Regions from separate parts of the Triticum aestivum genome. Here region 2 is linked to region 1. The links are chromatin contacts, called in public Hi-C maps. All regions are on one chromosome and are shown on one strand. The core of a region is the stretch at or near the end of the contact, and the rest is flanking DNA. Distances in the headings are between cores, read along the strand shown. Region 1 holds the start of LOC123079284 (nuclear matrix constituent protein 1b). Region 2 holds the start of LOC123079285 (lysosomal Pro-X carboxypeptidase).

The links. A called contact is a pair of places that touch in the nucleus more often than the background predicts.
Region 2: a Hi-C map of leaf shows a contact between it and region 1, with 3 times the contacts expected there. The contact joins the promoter of LOC123079285 here to the promoter of LOC123079284 in region 1. A contact is called at or near these places in 3 of 5 Hi-C or Micro-C datasets (leaf and an unstated tissue) and 1 of 1 datasets of contacts at active chromatin or transcription factors (leaf).

What each region holds. Positions count from the first base shown.
Region 1 is chr3D:418,351,763-418,355,142 of IWGSC CS RefSeq v2.1, forward strand. LOC123079284 (nuclear matrix constituent protein 1b) reads right to left here and starts at 2,011. Exons shown (of 8, transcript XM_044502021.1): 1 at 1,814-2,011; 2 at 515-724; 3 at 1-228. The coding sequence starts at 1,963.
Region 2 is chr3D:418,514,077-418,517,530 of IWGSC CS RefSeq v2.1, forward strand. It overlaps LOC123079285 (lysosomal Pro-X carboxypeptidase), which reads right to left and starts at 1,552. Exons shown (of 10, transcript XM_044502022.1): 1 at 1,047-1,552; 2 at 775-961; 3 at 556-689; 4 at 330-442; 5 at 131-254. The coding sequence starts at 1,436. It overlaps TRNAT-AGU (transfer RNA threonine (anticodon AGU)), which reads left to right and starts at 2,024; the gene lies at 2,024-2,097. It overlaps TRNAQ-CUG (transfer RNA glutamine (anticodon CUG)), which reads left to right and starts at 2,169; the gene lies at 2,169-2,240.

The DNA of each region.
Region 1 (3,380 bases), core at 761-3,260:
TCTAAGCTGATCTTCACGTTCTTCCATGTCTTGTAAACTTCTCAATGCAGCATTACGAGCACGAGTGCACTCTGCTTCCAAAGATTTTGCTGCAAGAAGCTTCTCTTCTGCCTCATCAAATTTCTTTTGAGCAGTATCCATCATTTCAAGTGCTTCAGCTGATTTGGTTTCATAGGAAACCTTTATTTCGGCTGTTTCCGCACGCATATCATGCAGTGCTTTTTCAAGCTACATGAAAAACATGGAATCAGAGGCAGGTTAAGCAGATATATGAAGTGGAACATAAACTTAACATAGAAGTGTAATGTTGGCATAAGAATAGTTGTAAAATAATCATCAATGGAGACCATGATGTTGATGATAACTCAAGGTTTCACATTCTTCGTTTTTTCCATGTTCAATTTAATGTCCATCTTTGACGAATCCATGGACAGTGCAAGCATTTAGTTGTGACAGGTTATTACAGAACAAAAAGAATTGGGCTTCTACAAGCTTAATTGAAAAGCAATCTTACATTAGCAACACACTCCTTCTGAATGCCTACATTCTTTTTCAGGTTTTCTTCCCTCTTCCTTGTTTCAGCTAGAGCAGATTGCTGGGAAGCTCGTTCACGCTTGTGCATGATCTCAGCAGACTCCATAGAAGCTTTGAGTTGTTCATGCTTGGATACCAATTCCTTTCGCTCCAATAACATTAGCCCGAGGTTGTGCTGGTAATCATAAACCTACAGCCAAATAAGTGCACAAAATAAAGAGATAAGAGAGAGAGTCAGAGGTATGTGACGGTTGCCAAACAGGATAGCTTACTGCATATAGTGAACATTAGCCTTTTGACATGGATCAGGAGGGGGGTTTGTGTATTATAAAATTATCTAACTTAATGGTTCCTACTTCCTAGAACATATTGAGCAACCAGATTAGCAACCTGTACAGTTGAAAAAACATCAGCCTCCACACAGATGCAGGGGATGAAAGTATCCTGTTCGTAGGAAACTTTGGTACAATGTTGCTGCAGTTAGGTCTATGAGACAAAGGTAGACCTAAGTATAATGTACATCCTTTGATTAATCCAAATAACCTGATTTGATTCTCTATAAGAGTAAGACTAAGAAAATGTTTGCCGAAAAGTTGCACCAAATCTGCACGGGTCGATGCTGAGACCAATAAAATACAAAAGATTTATGCAAATGCCAGTTCTATTGTGATCAGCGTAATGCCCTCCAGCCTTTCTGTTGAATCTAATTCTATTACCGAGCTACAGGCGGACCACTGTTGAACCATTCACTGCAAACGAACTCGTTATGGAAATACTATTACAATGCACTTAACAATACGAAGGACACAATAGTTGCAGCAGTTGAAACGCGTTGTGCCAAGGAAGAAGAACCACGAAGTGTAAAATTTACGCAATCCCAAGTCAACAACAAAGAAACCTAATCTGCAAAATACATGCCTACGACAGTCAACTCCTCCCTACAGATACTGGGCAATGAGCCAAAACGACGCATTTCATCGCTAGGCAACCCATTCACGCACCACGGTACCAAAGGAACCAAGAAACGAGGCTTGCGAGCAGAAACCAAGAAGCCGTCTTCCCACCAATCTGCGCACAGAACGCCGCCACCGTTGGCCTGACGAGGCCAAGAAACCACGCAGGGCAGCGCCTTCGCTAATCCTTTCCAACTAACGCTCCTTCTCTCCGCTCCGAAAGAAGCCCCAGAAAGACTGCCCCGGCATGCCAAGAACGGCAGAACCAGAGCCCGGCCCATGAAACGCGACGCGGCGGGGGGAGAGGAGGGGAGGGAGCGAGGTACCTCGGTCTCGAGCCGCGAGATGTAGGCGATGAGCGCCGCCTTGTCGCGCCGCCTGATGGACTCCTCGTCGAAGCCCGCCTCGCGGAGCTTCCTCCAGATCGCCTCGTCCCCGGCGAGGGCGCCGGCAGCGGGCGACCGCGGGCTGGCCATGCCGGCCGCAACCCTAGATCTCGGCGGCGGCGGGCCACGCGATCCCCGGGGGCGCTGCGGCGCTTTCCGGGCAAGTGGAGGCCGCCGCCGTCCCTCTCTCTGTCTCCCTCCTCCTCGTCTCTGTCTCCTTTTCCTCTCTGGCTTTTCCAACTCGGTCTCGTGGGGTGCTCACGGCGGGATGGGCGTGTCCGGGGTTTTTACCTGTCCTAGGTGCGTGGGCGGAGGGAGGGTTTGGTTTGATGGGTGGAGGAGAGACAGGGGAGGGGAGACGATCGAGCGAGGGGGGCTGGATGGACCCGGTGCACGGAGAGACTGGCCTGGCCGTCCGTTAGCTGGATGGGGATTTTGATTACTGGCAGCGGATTCTTTCCTTATTTCTTTGCTTTGTTTACTTTCAGACTTTATCCTTTATATTTTTTATAATAATCGGGCATGTTTCTTTGATCATATTTTGCCAGCTATGTTGCCTTGAACATGTCTACCCTTTGTAGGGATGATGATGTGTTGTGATGCTTCAATAATGGATATACATTTTTTTCTATTATACTTTCCATTATTTATGGATAATTTTTCTCACATTGTTCCTAAAAAAATATGGGACAGAGAGAGTATCGCATACAACACACCTTCTGTTGTGATCCAGAACTAATTTTGACAATTCCTGAAAATTTCATCAAAAAATTTCACTTTTAAGTTTCAACGCACAATAACTTTTTTTGTAACACTGAAGCAGAGTAGTAAATTCATGAGTTAAGTTGCTAGCCACACGTACCCTTGTTATACCGTTTTGACTTGGTTTGAATATTCTACATCTTTTTACCGAATAATTTTCTGTGTAACAATGTTGATTTCATTTTTGGGCAAAGTTCAATTAATATGAGTATACAGCTAGAAAGAGAGCTTTTTTGCGAAGAGCAAACAAGAGAGCTTTGTTGATGAGTTAAAAAAGTGTATGAGAGAGTAACTTCAACACTCGTGTCAGTACAAGTATTAACCACATATACATTGTGCAAGTTCATTTTAGCAAAAAAAATGCAAGTTCGCGTGGTGCTCTATTACACTCGTGCCTGTGATTGACTCGAACATCCGAAAATAAGTGCCATCAGCCTCCGCTTCTTGAACCAAACCACTCGGCAAGCTATGTTTGGTGTGCGCTCCTTTAAGTGTTACATGCATTGCACAATTGAACAAAAAATTGTATTGATATAAACAGTTTATTGGACAAAAATTGTAAACATCTAATAGATATAAAAATATACATTTGAGATGAGGACCGTAGTCTGGCATTCGTTTACCTAGGAGTCGAGAAAGTAACAATATTGGAGGCAGAGATAAGTTTACTACTCCATTGGTTTCATATTATAGTTGGCATTTTTTTTTTCAAAAGTCAAGCTTCGTAAACTTTGATTGTTTATAG
Region 2 (3,454 bases), core at 302-2,801, 160 kb after region 1:
ATTGTCATTGCAATCCTCTACATAAGCTCTTTGTTGTGTCTTTGGGTTATGCAAGCGAATTCTCACTGAATACTAGCACGTCCAGAAATGTTCGAAAGGATTCATGGCAAACAAGGGTTCAAGAACTAACTTCCTTAATTGGGTTGGCAGGCAAAGGCATGAGAAACTCTGACGGCATTGGGTAATCCACCATGGCCAGATAACTATATGCCGAGTTCAACCAATCCGAAAGGGCCCCCGTGGTATTCAGGGTCCTGCAGCATTCATACATAATATTATTGCAAGCAATCTCAATGAAAAAGATGGAGTGAATGGAGACGGAAACTCACTGGCAAAGGTGCAATGTTTTGCTTAGTTTTAGAAGACCATCTTGCCCATTCCCCTGCTCATCTAATTCTTTCCATGAGTCCTTTATTGTTTGGAAACAGCTTAAACTCTCCCTCTAAACACAAAGAAAAATAAGTGTCATTGGTGCCCTGTATCCAAAACAATGGAAAAACTAGTGTTCCTTTATTCAGAACAATAAAATCAAGCCAATATTATGCGCACGCAGACCTTAAAATCATTTGAAACAAGATCGTAGAATATGGTGTCAGGCACAATGTCCTCAAACTGTAGGATCGGAGCCGACGACGCGAGAGCCCCGACAGCAATATGCGGGTACTTGAGTCTCATCCAAGCAGCAAGCACTGAATGCCCAGTGAACAAAATCAGTACAGTACCAGAATAGACGCCCAACGATAACTGAAGATACTAGTGGGCAGTGGCTCTTACTTCCACCGTATGAGCCCCCGAAGAGCACCACGGGGCTGCTTTCCGAGGAGAGGTTCCTCTTGAGGTCAGTGAGCAGCACGGCGTAGTCGGCCAGCGCTTGCTCGGCCGTGAGGTACGCCATGGACCTGGAATTGTTGTAGGCCTTGTCTTTGCTGCCGAACGGCATGGACTCGCCGTAGTAGCGATGCTGCAGCAACCGCATCAGTCAGAAGTTCAAAAACCAAGGTCCGGTCAGCTAATAAAGCGGAACACAACGAGTGCAGGATAGTTGCCTCGGCGAAGACGACGAGGGCGGCGAAGCGCGGGGCGGCGTCCCAGACGAGGCCAGAGTTGGCGGCGAACCAGGCGATGTCGCCCTCATTGCCGCAGTAGAAGAAGATGGGCCCGCCGGGGCCCGCCCACCCGCCGGCGCCGGCGCGGCCCACGAGGTACCGCTGCTGGAAGAACTCCTCCTCGCCCGAGAAGCTGAAGTGGTCCAGCCGCTGCCGGAAGTAGCGGGTCTCGAACTCGTAGCCCCCGCCGACCCCGTCTCGCGCCCCCGCCCGCGGCCGCGGCCGCGCGTGGGGGCCCGGGAAGCGGGGCGGCGGGAGCAGGGCCCGCGCGACGGCCGGGAGGAGGCCGAGGAGGATGAGGAGCAGCGGGAGACGGCGGGGCCGATGCATGGGGGCGCTTTGCTTGACTTCGGTGAGCGGGCGGGCGGGCTGTGGAGTGGAGACGATCTGAGAAATGGGATCGAGCTGCGCGGAGCAATCGCGGAGCTTTCCAGGTGGCGCGTGACGTTGACGTACGTGCGTGTCATCCACTCCACTAGTGGAGTGTACGTATCCAAGAAGCTCATCCGGTGGCGACGAAGATGGACCGACTGCCAATTTTGTTAGGCTGACGGAGGCACTCACCTCACCGCGACGGGAACGCGCCGGCCGCCGACGTCGAGCTAGCGCTTGCTACTGAGCGTCTCTACCGGCCAGATGCGGGGCCTCTTGAGGACGCCGTGTTGGGCTCGTCGGGGACGGCCAAGGGTGTGCTCGGAACAAAATTCACCTGCAACATGTTCTCCGTGAGCACAGTGATACCAGTATACAGTACGTGCCTTCGAAAAAAAAGGAAGAAGAAGGAATGATTTCTAGACGCCGTGATCGAATCTTAATTTTGGCCTGTTGATCATACCGTCACGCAGCGTGCGAAGTGATTGTCGTCAGAGAGAGAACAGTGCTGATTTATTGGAGAACAAAAAGTTGAAGGCATCGACGCTTTCATAGCTCAGTTGGTTAGAGCACCCGTTTAGTAAGCGGGAGGTCTTGAGTTCAACTCTCAATGGAAGCAATATTTGTTTTTTGTTTTTTCACGTGCAAGAAATAAATAAATAGGACAAATTTAGACCCAACAGCAAAAATGGTCCCATGGTCTAGTGGTTAGGACATTGGACTCTGAATCCAGTAACCCGAGTTCAAGTCTCGGTGGGACCTTATTTTTATGCACATATTTTGTTTCTTTGTATTGTCTCGCACATTACACAGATTTACTTTTTTTAAAGACATTTACACAGTTTTACTTGCTGCTCTTGAAATATGCACTATATAGATAGATGAAGCGTGTGTCTGCTATTTTTAAAAAATCATTCAAATCTAAATTATTCTCTCAATCAATTTTGCATGCCATGATCAGCCAATGCCTCTTGCAACCAATTCTATCAACAAAAGTCTATTAGGTTGGTCTAGAAATTTATTTACTCTTCCTGCCAAGAGCAAAAACCATCTGACTTATTTGTGCTTCTAGTTAGAAATGTCCAAATATAACTTTCTCGGCGGTGCAAAACCAGATTTACAATATTCTTTACTGTGAAATATGCACAAGTTTCAATTTCTCCTCGCCTTGGCAAATGGCTCTTTGGGCATTTATCAACGTTTGTTTCAAGCGACCACCGCTGCTCTTCGTAGAGATGCATCACTAACTTTAGACCTGCAGCTCATGCCTCCCTCCCCTTACCAGCAAGTACATCAAAATCGGAGATTAATTTCGGTCGTTGTCTTCATCAACCTCACAGCCTCACGAAGTCACGAAGAGCATGTTGGGGAACGTAGTATTTCAAAAATTTCCTACGATCACGCAAGAGCTATCTAGGAGAAGTATAGCAACGAGTGGGGAGAGTGTGTCCACGTACCCTCGTAGACCGAAAGCAGAAGCGTTTAGTAACGCGGTTGATGTAGTCGAACGTCTTCGCGATCCAACCGATCCAAGTACCGAACGAACGGCACCTCCGCGATCTGCACACGTTCAGCTCGGTGACGTCCCTCGAACTCTTGATCCTGTTGAGGCCGAGGGAGAGTTCCGTCAGCACGACGGCGTGGTGACGGTGATGATGAAGTTACCGGCACAGGGCTTCGCCTAAGCACTACAACGATATGACCGAGGTGTGTAACTGTGGAGGGGGCACCGCACACGGCTAAGACAAATCTTGAGTGCCTTTGGGGTGCCCCCTACCCACGTATATAGAGGGAGGAGGAGGAGGCCGGCCTAGGAGGGGCGCTCCTATAAGGGGAGTCCAACTAGGATTCCCAATCCTAGTTGGAGTCCCCTTCCTTTTCCAAGAAGGGAGAGAGGGAAGGAGTAGGAGAGGGAGAAGGAAAGAGAGGGGGGCGCCGCCCCCTCCTTAGTCCAATTCGGACTTGCCATGGGGGGG